Regions from separate parts of the Canis lupus genome. Here region 2 is linked to region 1. Evidence: chromatin contacts called from public Hi-C data. All regions are on one chromosome and are shown on one strand. The core of a region is the stretch at or near the end of the contact, and the rest is flanking DNA. Distances in the headings are between cores, read along the strand shown. Region 1 has its middle 32 kb from the start of USP3. Region 2 holds the start of FBXL22 (F-box and leucine-rich protein 22).

What was found. Hi-C and Micro-C count contacts between places; a contact is called where the count stands out from the background.
Region 2: a Hi-C map of skin fibroblasts shows a contact between it and region 1, with 3 times the contacts expected there. The contact joins the promoter of FBXL22 here to the enhancer-like site in region 1. A contact is called at or near these places in 5 of 9 Hi-C or Micro-C datasets (amygdala, blood, liver and 1 more).

What each region holds. Positions count from the first base shown.
Region 1 is chr30:28,452,165-28,454,749 of UU_Cfam_GSD_1.0, reverse strand. No RefSeq gene overlaps it. Among named protein-coding and RNA genes, the nearest start is that of USP3, 32 kb to the left of the region's middle. Within about 2 kb of position 1,274, at least 8 of the 20 cell types and tissues checked have an H3K27ac peak or open chromatin away from gene starts, as enhancers often do. A contact at or near this core is called in liver, where this site is marked.
Region 2 is chr30:28,598,048-28,600,632 of UU_Cfam_GSD_1.0, reverse strand. FBXL22 (F-box and leucine-rich protein 22) reads right to left here and starts at 1,300. Exons shown (of 2, transcript XM_038581110.1): 1 at 874-1,300. The coding sequence starts at 1,208.

The DNA.
Region 1 (2,585 bases), core at 25-2,524:
GAAGAAAGAAAGAAAGAAAGAAAGAAAGAAAGAAAGAAAGAAAGAAAGGAAGGAAGGAAGGAAGGAAGAAAGAAGAAGAAAGAAAGAAAGAAAGAAAGAAAGAAAGAAAGAAAGAAAGAAAGAAAGAAAGAAAGAAAGAAAGAGTGGCCTCATCACCTTGTACAACACTGGGCACAAAGGCAGACACTTGCCAGATGTGCCAAGCAGGGGACCTGCCTTCACACAGGCCCACAGTCTGGCCAGGAGGCTGGCACCTGCCTCTCTGGAGCAGTACCAGCTACTTTTGCCTGAGTTGAGGCCCCTGGCTGGCCACTACATCTTCCTTTGAGACCCTGCAATCCTGTTGGCCTTTGCCTGCCCCCATGTAGCTCTTGCAACCAATTCTCTTCTAGATTCCTAGGACCTCCCAGTTGCTCACCCAAGCACTTGACCTTGGCCTCTTTCCTGCCACTAGGGCAGCTTCTCAAACTGGGCCTGTTATCACTTCCCCAGCACTGACCACTACATGACTGACCCAGGTTTTGTCTTCTTAAGGCAGGCTTTGGACCTCATGTGTGGTGGCCCAGAGCTCAATAACTTTATATTGAAACTAGAGAGAAGGGCAGCCCCGGTGGCGCAGCGGTTTAGTGCCACCTCCAGCCTAGGGTGTGATCCTGGAGACCCAGGATCGAGTCCCAAGTTGGGCTCCCTGCATGGAGCCTGTTTCTCCCTCTGCCTGTGTCTCTGCCTCTCTGTCTCTCATGAATGAATAAATAAAGATCTTAAAAAAAAGAAACTAGAGAGAACATAAGTGTTGTGAATTGACAGGCCAGCAGTAGTGGGAGGAGCAGGGGCAGACCTGAGGGCAGATCCTGACTGAGCTACTTATTGGCTGTGTGAGAGCTGCTGGTTGCTGAACTTCTTGGAATCTGAATTTTCTCATCTGTATGTGGGGATCAAAAGACACCCGGCCCCCAACTCACAAGGTCACTGTGCAGAGTAAATACTCCAACACGTGTTAAGCGTTTGGCCTTGTGCCTGACACATGGCATATTCTAAGTATGAGTTTCCTTCCTTTCCTCTTCCACTAAGCTCTCTTCCAAGTCTGAAAGTTCGTGAGCTTTAGAAACACATGTTCCCATGTTAACCTGTAACCTGGGAAAGTCAGTTGGCTGCCAGAAATTTATCTTCCCAGGGGAACAAGGATCTCAGGTGACAGATAACCTGTGTCCCACATCATCCTGAAACAGATTTCTCACTCCCAGTCCAAAGTCCCCCAGCTCAGAAGAGGGTATTGTAGGCCACCACAGTGTGCACGTACTCCACAGAGTAGGTGGAAGCAGATTCACGACACAGAGAAGCAGCAAGTGAGTGACAGCCCAGGCGGGCCTGGGTTTGATGCCAGGGCGCAGGGTGAGGGCAGCTACCCTGAGAGTAGATGAGCCTGTGTACAATGGGGAGCAAGCAGCTGAGCCGGGAACCTGTGCACAATGTGGGCACAGAGCCCTCAGTGTCTAACCACAGGCTTCCATGGAACAGACAGGAAGAACCGAGCCAGCGCTTGCCCTCACCCTTCTCTTCGGGCTGGTAAAACAGGTAGACTCTGGAGGAGCCAAGATGAACTGGAAGCAAGAAGCCAAGTGGAGTCAACTTGTGGCTATCCTTTCTGGGGCAGTGGTTCTGACAGGTCCCAGAAGTAGCAGCGCCAGGAGCACCTGGGTTTGTCAGAAATGCAGATCAGCAGGCCTCACCCCAGTCCTACTGAATCAGCAGCTCTAGGGGTGGGCCCCAGTCACCTGTATTCTAATAAGCCCTCCTGTGACTCTGGTGCATGCTAAAGTCTGAGGACCCCTGACTTAGCAGATACTTTTGTGAATTTACCTGAACTTTCCTTCCCATTTTGAAGTGGTGGGAGATGGCAGGACAGTGGAATGGAAATGATCTTTAGAGACAAGACGATCGGAATTCGGATCCTGGCTCTGCCCCTATGTGGCAGGGTGGCCTTGGACAAATCCATCAACCTCAATGAACCACGACCTCCTCAAGCGTAAAATCCTTGACTTGCAGGATTAGGTGGTAGGTTTAGAGAGAATGCACTGGAAGCATTTAGCAGAGTGCCTGGCACACAACTGGTGCTCATTATCATCATTTTTTTTTTAAATTTTTTTATTTATGATAGTCACACACACAGAGAGAGAGAGGTAGAGACACAGGCAGAGGGAGAAGCAGGCTCCATGCACCGGAAGCCCGACGTGGGACTTGATCCGGGGTCTCCAGGATCGCGCCCTGGGCCAAAGGCAGGCGCTAAACCGCTGCGCCACCCAGGGATCCCTCATTATCATCATTGTCATCATAACCACCACGACTACGAAGAAGCTCCTGGGTGAGTAAGAATTCTAGATGCATCTAAGATCGTCAGGCCATATACAGATCACGTTGCTCCATAAGCTTTTGCTATGCTGCTCAGAGTGCTACTTCATGTCTCCTCATTGTGCAAGGAATATCTTAAAGATAACAATTCCTTTCAAATTTGAGGCAAAACAAATCCCTATCTAAACAAATCCCTATCCTATTTGGGTATACCAAGTGAAAACCGGACAGGAAAA
Region 2 (2,585 bases), core at 51-2,550, 150 kb before region 1:
CTGGTCAACCTGGGCTCAGCGAGAGGCTGGCAGCGGAAGTCTGTGCTGAGCGTGGGCTGCCTTAGGCAGGAGGCTGGGACTATGGAGGGTCGCCTGTGGCTTAGCCTCTGCCCGTGGTAGAGTTGACCAGTCATGTACAGGATGCATTTGGGACATACTTAGACCAAAAAAATTATTTCATCTATTCAAAATTCAAATTTAAGTGAGTGTCTTGAATTTTTATTTTCTAAAATCCGGCAATCCTAGACTGTGGGCAAATCACATGACCTCCTTGAGCTTTGATTTGCTCATTTCAAAAATTAGGCTAAAACCCTCCCTTAAGGGTACGGTGAGGTTAGTAATATTCTAATGAGGAAGCCATTCTTCAGTATCACCACCCCTCCTCCTGGAGTCTGGCTTGGTTCAGCTAACCCAGAGCACCCTAACTCCTTCCTGAGCTGGGTTCCCCGCGCCTATGGAGTTTGTTTGCTAGGAGAAGAGTAGAGGGGAAGCTGACTGCTGAATCCAGGACCTTTCCCCAGGGCCTGACCTTGAAAATCCAGGCCCAGCCGGACCCCCTGAGCTCTTAATGGCTGCCAGGAAGGACAGCGACAGCCGGAGGCCAGTCTTCCTGTTTGCCCCAGAAGCAGCTCCAGGGCCTGTGAGGCTGAGGGGCAGCCCCCACGCGCACCCCCAGCACCACTGTGGACTTCTCTGGGTCTGTGCCGGGGGTGGGCCTAGACCGACTGTCTTGGGCCTAGTCTGAGGCTCCCAACATGGAGCCGTCTTGGTCTGTAATTAGCTCTTCCCTGCCCCCACCCCACCCCCCAGAAGCCTCCTAGAGCTCTAGGAGCCGGACGGTGCAGAGCCCGTGCTGCTCAGGAGGTGGCCTACCTGTCGCACACCTGGGAGAGGAAATCATTGACTAGGCTCTCATGGCGGCTGCAGATGCTCCTCTGGAAGGCGCTCTTGAGCCAGTCCTCAATGCTGCACACCTGCACGCGGCTGGAGTACCAGCAGATGGAGAGGTTCTTGAGGGCCGGGCTCAGGAGGAAGTTGTCCTTCTTGAGTTCTATGAGGGAACGAAAGTGCAGCAGGGGCCAGAGTGTGGGGTCCTCGAACACGTCCTGGAGCTGGGGGCAGGTCCGGGCCAGGTTCTTCCTGCTGTCCTTGTCCAGGAAGGAGAAGAGGTGCAGCAGGCACTCCCGGTTGAGCTGGGTGATGTGCATGGTGTGTAGCAGCCACGCTGCCTGTGGCTGGAGCCTGGGGACCTGACCTGCCGCCGCCTCCTCCCCAGCTCTGGGCTGGTGGACATATATGGTTGAGGAATGGTGTTTATTTTTGGCTAACAACTGGTGCTGAAGCTCGGAGAACGGGGCCGGGGGGGGGCGGGGGGTGGTTAGCCAGGATCCAGACATACGTGCAGCAGTCTGTGGCTCGGCTTATGTTCAGAGGAGTTGAAAATCCTGGCAGAAAAGCAGCCTATTGAAGTTAAATAGCTTCCTTAAAAGGGATTTCTTTCCTTTTAGCTGACAGTGGTGCTTAGCAGAGAGCGCTTTTGCCTTTTCCCGAGGCATTTCCATTGAAGGTGGCTGGCCAGAGCACCTGTCTGGGCCTGCAGTCTCCGCTCCCTGGGAGGGACCCGGATTATAAATTGGATCTGTCTTCACTCTCTGGTGTATCACCGGAGCCTCTGCTCCACTCCTGTGGGAGTCGTTGTCTGTGAAGAGCTAAGGGTGACAGCTGCACGTGCAGAGCTGGGCTGAAGCCATGGGTGATGCCCCTTTCCCTGTGCTCTGCGCGGTGCTGATGGTTTGAGGGCTGGGCTGACCTACCTTCGGACCCTGCTGCCCTCTGCCAGGCAAAGGGATTTCCTCGGCCTCCCCGCTGGCTCTGTTTCTACCCTGAGTTGTTTCACAAAGATCTGTCGTAAGTAGCTTACGTCTCCGAGGCCCTTCTGGGTGTCCGCGCATAACATTTTAAGCTTAAGTTTCCTTGGCTTTACATCTTAACATTTTCCCAGTTACGTGCCATGCTGGAGCTTGTGTTTCCCAAATGTCAGGATGGGTGAGGGAGCTCTTAGTACAAGACTGCTCGAAACGATTTTTTTTAGGTTTTTTTTCTTTTTAAAGATTTATTTATTCATGAGAGACACAGAGAGGCAGAGACACAGGCAGAGGGAGAAGCAGGCTAGGCTCCTTGCGGGGAGCCCGATGCGGGACTCGATCTCTAGACCCGGGATCATGCCCTGAGCCAAAGGCAGGCGCTCAACCACTAAGCCACCCGGGCGTCCCTGCTCGAAACAATTTTAGGCTGAAGTGTTTTAGGATCAGCGGGCCCTATAAGCCCGCCACACACCACTGTTTTGTGCGGGCCTGCAGTGCCGGCCGGAGCTGGGCAGGCTGCCTGGAGGGCTCATCCCCTGAGTCCTGTCTCCTGCAGTCACGGCTTCCTCAGCGTCGGTTCTGTGATACTGCTCCACTCCAGGCCCACCCCAGAGCCTCCTGTAACTCTGCGGCTGTGAACTACGAGCTCTGCGTGCCGCCCGTCCTGTCGTTGGGGGTGCGGAGGGGAAAGGCTGTGTGGTCTCTGGCACTGAGGGAACA